Linked DNA regions of Rattus norvegicus: region 2 is linked to region 1. A link is a contact called in public Hi-C data. All regions are on one chromosome and are shown on one strand. Each heading gives the region's core, a stretch centred on a gene start, on an enhancer-like site or on the middle of the called end of the contact. The rest is flanking DNA. Distances are from core to core; before and after follow the strand shown. Region 1 has its middle 200 kb from the start of Wdr72. Region 2 has its middle 320 kb from the start of Onecut1.

What was found. A called contact is a pair of places that touch in the nucleus more often than the background predicts.
Region 2: a Hi-C map of hepatocytes shows a contact between it and region 1, with 1.6 times the contacts expected there. The contact joins two enhancer-like sites. A contact is called at or near these places in 4 of 12 Hi-C or Micro-C datasets (hepatocytes, kidney and liver).

The regions. Positions count from the first base shown.
Region 1 is chr8:83,935,974-83,939,891 of GRCr8, reverse strand. No RefSeq gene overlaps it. Among named protein-coding and RNA genes, the nearest start is that of Wdr72, 200 kb to the right of the region's middle. Within about 2 kb of position 1,406, at least 3 of the 93 cell types and tissues checked have an H3K27ac peak or open chromatin away from gene starts, as enhancers often do. A contact at or near this core is called in hepatocytes, where this site is marked.
Region 2 is chr8:84,157,230-84,161,471 of GRCr8, reverse strand. No RefSeq gene overlaps it. Among named protein-coding and RNA genes, the nearest start is that of Onecut1, 320 kb to the left of the region's middle. Within about 2 kb of position 1,526, at least 1 of the 93 cell types and tissues checked has an H3K27ac peak or open chromatin away from gene starts, as enhancers often do. A contact at or near this core is called in hepatocytes, where this site is marked.

The DNA.
Region 1 (3,918 bases), core at 157-2,656:
ACAGATGTGTGTGTGTATGTGTGTGTGTGTGTGTGTGTGTGTGTGTGTGTGTGTAATCCTTATGACATGTATACATGAAATTTGAAAATGAAAATTTTATCAGATCTGTATGCTGGCATCTCTAAGTATCAAAGGTAGCTTAGATCTTTGAACTTTCACTGAGTGAGACGCACTTGCTGTAAGCAGTAAAGAGACAGAAAAGAACACCACACAGATTTTCCAGCCTCCCTCGTGGTTCTCTTAGTTGCTGCTTCTTATGATAACTGACATTTTGCATGTTGGTAGCGTGCAAATGAATTTTTTTTATCTTTCTATAAACCAACTACAGGTATAGTGTACAGATTTTTAAAGTATTCTCCTATCAAATTTCGACTTATTATTTGATATTTTTCTGATTTTTTCAGACAGTCTTATATAGCCTAAGTTGGCTTCTCACTCTCTGTACAGCTGAAGATAGATTTGAACTCTGGATCCTCCGCCCCCACCTCCCAAGTGCGCCATTACAGGTATGCACCGCCATATCTGATTTATGATCATATCGCTGGTAACAGAACTCAGGGCTGACTGCATGTGAGGCAAACATTCTACTGATTGAGTCACACCCACGGGCCAATTATTTGATGCTTTATTTAATAAATGTATTTATTTGATGCAAACAAAGGCTTGGAATGAAGCTCTCTCAGGCTTGTACAAGAATGGCCTATTCTTTCTGGTTCTATGGTGCCTTTGTACCTGGCTGTGCTGAGCTTGGAGTGTATGCCTCCGAGTGTGACCTCACTCACTGGGAAATGTGTCTCTTCAGGAAGAACCAGGTTCTTGCTTCCCAGCAACACAGCTTAAGTAAATGCACAACTCAGACAGTCAACATTACTGTCGCAAAAAAAATCTTTCCCTGTGTCACATCATCACACATTTGTCATTAGGGAGCTGCACACTCAGGCATGTCATAAATATTTGGTCTACGTAGACCCAGTTTGACCTTCTTGTGAGACAGCAGGAAAAAAAAATCTTATCTTCGTCCTTGGAAAATGTACAATTAAATGAAGGGAAAGTTTGAATGTGGCCTCTGAGAGACTTTGTTTCCCTGAAAACAAAATCATTTTGTTCTAGTCAATCAATAACCCTACATGGTAAATGTGAATCGCAGGCTCAGAATGAGGTTATCGGCCATAACATTTCTTAGCACTTTCATAATGTTATCAGGAATTAGAAGGTAACACTTATCAAATATTTACAACCTGTGTGGGACACAGCACAGAGTAAATACACGATCCTGATAATATCCAAGCTGCATTTTAACACAGATGCAAAAAAATCTCAGAAATGTTTGCTTTGCAATGATGTATTCTTTACTCTGTAAAAATTTAACTCTAGTGATGCTCTAGTGACAGGTGGAATGGGTCACAGGACAGCAAAGGCATCTCAGGTGAAAGGTCAGGACCAGCACAGAAAGATACACCCCAGAGTGCACAGCTTGCCCATGCCAGGGAAGAAGGATCCTAATACCAGCATATATTGAAAATATGAAGCAAATACCATTTATTTCCATCCACTGTATATGGAAGGCATATAGTAACACAACACAACACACACACACACACACACACACACACACACACACACACACACACTAAATAGCCCAAGTTCTATGAGCAACTCCATTCTCCTTTGTGTAGTCACTGGTGACATTTGTTCAATTCCATGGAAACAGAAACATTTATTTTTCTCCTTTCACAGTCTGGACAGTTTGCTTCTGTAGAGAGTTCACTCACAATCAAGAGCCTTCATGATCTCCCCCCTCACAGTAGATCTCCTATTAGACAGGGGCTGGGGTGGGAGAAAGAAAAGAAAGAAAAGAAAAGAATGGAGAAGACTAAGGTAGAGAGGATTAACCAGAAAAATAAGAAGGCCACAGCCCCAATACCCCAACCCTTACAACCTTGATCTGCTAAAGTAATGACCAGGCGCTATACTGCATGCTGCTGTCTCCTCTCTATCTCTTTTGGGCCAAGTCTGGAGGACAGAACTTGGCAGGATTTGAGTGGGTGTAACTGGATAATAAGACATGGCTATTGTGGTCTGACAGGTCGAGGACAATGAAATATAAATTTCCAAAATAAAATGACTACTTGAAAATAAATTATGTTGGTAGGGCATGCACACACACACACACACACACACACACACACACACACATACGTATAGATATATGTATAGTATATATGAGTGCATGTTTTCCAGATCTTAGCCCTTCAATCTGAGAATTGTTCTGAGTCAATATCAAAGATGTACCACAACTAAAAATTCAAGTTTGCAAGGATCATTAGAAATAAGGACAGATGGTCTTAAAGAACTCTACCAAACATTTTCCTTCTAAAATAATAAAGAATTTGTGCATTCTTTTCAAGTATGCAAAAAGAAATTTAAAGCTAAAAGAAAAACAAAATTCTCTCTCTCTCTCTCTCTCTCTCTCTCTCTTTCTCTCTCTCCTATTACCTATCTAATATAAATTTAGCATTCAGATATGTCTTTAATACTGCATGTCACGATGGGTAATTATTTTTATTTATATATGTATGAGAAAATAATAAAATATAGAGCACTGTAAGCTTTGAAACCAGGCTGTAAAATACAAACCATTTGCCATTCATCACACTGCAGAGTTAATGGCAATTTGCCCTGTATAAATACGAATGAGAACAGAGAGTCTTATAACTAATTGACTTCCTGCCCCCGGCACTCAAACATCTTTCTGCAACTCTGGATCTGTCCCTCCAGGATACCACTGCCAAAATGATCAACACAAGGAGCCCAAATAACAATTTATTCTGCCCAAAGGACATTGTGCCCCAAGTCTCCTGGCCAGATGAATTGGCACAATTACATCCTTCTCTCTTGCTTTGCCCCCTCAAGATATCCAAGGTATCAGGGCTTTACATGTGTGATGATTCAGGGCAGAAAATCTGCTAAGAAAGAAGACAGGACTGGGAGCATCTGCTTAGAGTCTCAGGGACAAACTGATGGAGCACAACACGACCTCCCTCCCCCTACTACCTCAAGACTTCACTGCCCCTCAGGCACAGCCACAGATCAAGTGGAGGGTTAAATCCTTTCCTGGCCCCTCAAACAAATGTATTGACATTAACCAACAATGACCTCAAGTTAGCCAATTTCAAGATTCCTTTTTCCACCTATACCTCCCCAACCCCTTAAGTACCAGTTCCTTGAAGAACTGCATACGAACATCAGACTAATACAACTGCACTTGTGCGGCTCAGCCCAAAGCAGCTGGGCTCACAGGGAAACAGCACCTTCTGCTTGAGGATGTACAGTTGCTCACTTGTTTTCATTTGCTTGCAATTATTTCTATTTGCTGGACCTCTTGTGTCCCCCAAACTCTCCTTCCTCTTGGTGGACGTATTTTATACAGAAATTGCTTTTTACAAAAGCTTTTTACTTAATTGTGTTTGCAAGTCAGATTCACTCAGTTCAGGGGGTGGGGTTGGGGTGGGGTGGGGGTTTCTTCTAGGGAAGGCCACTGCTTATCTAAGGTGATGCAGCAACAAGTGGCTATCTCCTGAAAACACGTCTCTCAATGCAAACTGGATCAAGGGGGTAATAGAACATAGAGTGAGACCTGCAAAAGAAAGGGGATTGCTTCTTCAAACAGGCTCAGACACATTCTCTCATCTTCAGCCTCTGCCCCCCCCCCAATGGTGCTCACATATTGGACAAATGACTGAGGCCTGTGGAGTATTCCCCAGTGCTTTTAGATAACAATATCTAAAATATTCTTCAGCTTCCTGCCAGGGAATTACTCGCTACCAGCCTTTAACTGCCATTAGAAAAGATAATGCTGTTACTTGGTCAGAGAGGAGGTAGGTAGAAAAATACATGTCAAATAAAATTTATGAGTGG
Region 2 (4,242 bases), core at 277-2,776, 220 kb before region 1:
CTAGACTAAGGTTTCAGTTTTCATCCTGGCTGTCTTGCCTTCATTGCTGTGTGACTCTGGATAAATTACCACACCTCTCTGAGCTTCAGACTTACTTCTGTATAAAAGACGAAGAAGGAGAATACATCAGATATTGTCGATAACTGTATTATAAAGCATGACTGGAACCTTAAAATTGAAAGCTGTTTTTTAAAGATTTACAACTGGGGAATACAATATTTCATAGTAGCCTCGAAGGACTCAAATTTCTCAAAAGACGATAGATGTAAATTCGTTTTGGTGACCATGTCTATGAACTACAACTAGCAAATTCAGACTCGACTTATTTGAAGGCATATTCACATCCAACCTTGATGATGGTCATACGACTTTCCAGTTTTCTAAACTGAGGGATGTCCTCTCAATCATGATGGTCTCCTTCAGGCAAACAGCAAGACCTGGTGACAACTCTCTCCCCACCCCCAGCCAGCTAGTTGTCCTTCATGCCCAAGATCTCTGTTGGCAGCTTCTCTAGACTATAAGTTGTCCTGCAGTGTTAGTTATCTATAAGGAGGCCATGGGAAAGACCTGCTCACTGTGTGTAACTGGATTTGAGCATTAGAGTAGTGGGCTCTGGGGTTGGGGAAATGGCTCAGTCAGCAGAATACTTTCTGTATAAAAAGATCTGAGTTCAGAGCCACAGTACCCATGTAAAAAGCAGTGATGCACATTTGTAATTCCCTCCTCTAGGAAATGGAGAGAGCGGATCTGGTGCTGATTTGCCAGCCTAGTTGAATAGGTGAGCTCTGGGTTCACTGAGAGACTGTGCCTCAAAAAAAAAATACAGGGGAGGGGAAAAGAGAAAGACACCTAATGTTGACCTCTAGCCTCCACACGTATATATATACACACACACGCACACACACACACACACACACACACACACACACACACACACAGACACACACTCCAACGAGGGTTGGAGTGGGGGGAAGGCTATGTTAACGCTAGAACCCAGTTGTACTGGCTGGTTTTATGTGTCAACTTGACACAAGTTGGAGTTATCACAGAGAAAGGAGTCTCCCTTGAGAAAATGCCTCCATGAGATCCAACTGTAAGGTATTTTCTTAACTAGTGATCAGGGGTGGGAGGGCGCATTCTGGTTGGTGCTATCCCTGGCTGGTAATCCTGAATTCTATATAAAAGCAAGCTGAGCAAGTCAGGGGAAGCAAGCCAGTAGGTAGCATCCCTCCATGACTTCTGCATCAGCTCCTGCTTCCTGGCCTGCTTGAGTTCCAGTCCTGACTTCCTCTGATGATGAACAGCAAAGTGGAAGTGTAAGCTGAATGAATCCTTTCCTCTCTAACTTGTTTCTTGGTCATGATGTTTGTGCAGGACTAGAAATCATGACTAAGACACCAGTGTAGGGAACAGGATCAAGCTCGCCTTTGGAAAAGACTCGCAGTCATTCCCCTCGTCAGATGGTACTGGTAAAACTTGGCCCTAGTCTCTTTAGCCTCCATGCCTTTGCCCAACATGTCCCATTTCCCTGAAAACCTCCTTTGAACTTGTTCAGCTGGTAAGAGTTCAAACAAAGCTTTGTGCTAACCAGGTATTTCTCTGAAATTGCAATATTCTTGTTATGTAATTGGCACTGGTATCTGGCATGTTCCAGTGTGGCTGGCTTCACAGCTGTTTACATAACAAAGTTCTATGTTTCCACTCACTACTACTGTTCCAGCAGCTTTGTGATTAAGAAACCACAGGGGAATGGCCAGAAGAATTTTTGGCATCAGAGGGAATGGGTATGAATGTCAGTGCTTTCCTTTTGTGAAGCTTTGATAAATCTCTAAATGTCGTATAGCAGATACGCAGCTTGGTCTCCATGCTGGTCCCCCAACAACCTGAGTGTGGGCTGTCCCTGACTCTGTTGCCTGCCTCTGTGGATTCTGCTCTTCTTACTGGGCTGCCTTGTCTGGCCTCAGTGGGAGAGGCTGTACCTAGACCTTTGGTGAATTGATGCACACGGGACTGGGGGTGTGGGCGGAGGGGTATTGTTACCCAGGAGGACCTCTGCCTTATCAGAGGAGAAGGGGATGGGGATGGAGAGAGGGACTAGGTGAGGAGGAGCCACTGGAAAGAGGGCGGGGGGGGGGAACTGCAATTGGGATGTAAAGTAAATAAATAAATAAACTCATGGGGAAAAAGTCTCTGAATGTCAATGTCTGCAAATAGAGGCACTGCGAATGATTTAGTCTTTATATTGCTTTGTTATCTGATATGGCACCATAGCACGGCCTAATGCTGATGGCTCAGTAAGTCATCAGTCCTGAGGATGATAGTTGTAACTTGCTATGCTTGTTATAGCAGACTGTCACGGACTATGTGACTTAGAACAAAGTCAGTACTTTTTCATGGTACCAGCAAAGAGACCAGAAGTTTGAAGTTAAAGTGTCTTCAGGTATGGTTCCTTCTGTGGACTTATAGAAGGAACCACAGAAGGAAAGACCCTCAAAGCTCTCTCCCAGGTTCTGGGAGTCACGGATAATTTTTTGAATTCTTAAACATGTAGATTCCTCCCTCTGTTTCATTTCCTTCTGTTTCTGGGGTGAACCACTTTGAACTAAAGCAACTTAGGGAAGAAACAACTCATTTGGCTTATACTTTGTCATTGAGGAAAATCAGGGCTGAAATTCAAAGTAGAAGCTTAAAGTAACAACTATGGAGCAACACTGCTCTCTGGCTTACTCGCTCGCTTGCTCTGGGGCTCACAGTTAATCTAGTTTCCTTACACACTCCAGGATCATCTGCCTAGGAATGGCGTCGCCCTCAGTGGACTGGGCAAGCCTACATTAATCATGAATCAAGACAGTTTCTCATAGGCAATACGTTGTGGCTTAGACTTCCTTCTCCTTGCAGGGAATGTGTCTTCTCCTGTACTGCCAGAGAAATCTAGAGTGTGACTAATGAAAGTCTTGCTAGTGGACAGACAGTATTTGAGCCTCTCATCTTTAGGACTGATTCCATGTGACCTGGATGACCATGAGGCTTCTTTCTTATTTTTATTGTGAAGATGGTGCCTGGGTAAGTATTGAAGGAGTGGAGTCTTAGATCAATAGACAGTCTCAGAGTGACAGGACTTGTGAGCACTCTGGGAAGTTTTTTCCTTCTTGCATGATCTCCAAAGAAGATGTTCCCATTCTGTAGGAAAAACCATTATTATTTCTGACATAGAAATAATAAAATTTTAACACTTAAATGTATATGCAGTGCTAGGAATGCTTGAATAAGATGCAAGGCAGAAACACAAAACAGTACAAAATTCAGACCACCTCCTTCCTTTGAGAAAACTAACAAATAACCCTCTATATAACAAAGGACAACAAGACTGATAAATCATTTTATTGGACAGGTCTTGCTGGAATCATTAGAGTTAAGGTTGTATTATGTTTCCATTTTTAATCTCTGTTTTCAGGTATTTTTGACATACAGTGTGTGTTTTCAAGTCAGAGGAAATAACATTAAACAAAATGTGAGAAAGAGACCAATACAATTACAATCTACTATTTAAAATGACTTAAATAAAGTAAAACAAAAATGAAGATAGTGTTTCTGAAAGTATTTTATATTGTTATAGCTTCAAATAATTTTTAAAACATTTTTTACATTATCATCACTGCTATTAGAATTTGAGAGCTAAAAGCAACAGAAGGGAATACTTATTCAGAAAGGGAAACAAAGCCAGCAGAAAAGGCTAGCATGAATGCTCTCACAGAGGTAACATGCTCTATATACCCCAGTGTTGACCCTTGACCTCAGCATCCTGTCTAACTCACTACTGCTGCATAATAAATTCAATTACCTAATTTTCTATTCTGTAACTATTCAGATTCTTGCTCTCCTCACAACTGCTTCCTATTTTTCTATTTCAGCTGGTTATCTCTGAAAATATTTCCCTGAGCTAAAATATCCCAGAAAAAAAATTCAACTATCTGTGAAATTTCAGCTTAAGGAATGCATTCTCTCTCTCTCTCTCTCTCTCTCTCTCTCTCTCTCTCTCTCTCTCTCTCTCTCTCTCTCTCTCTCTGTGTGTGTGTGTGTGTGTGTGTAAGCATATACCATATGAAATAAATGTTCGTAGAGGCTAGATGAATGCACCAGACCCCTGGAACTGGAGTTAAAGGTGCTAGATGTGGGTTCTGGGAACTCAGGTCCTCTGCAAAAGCAGCAGTTACTCCTAAACACTGAGACATCTGCAGCCCC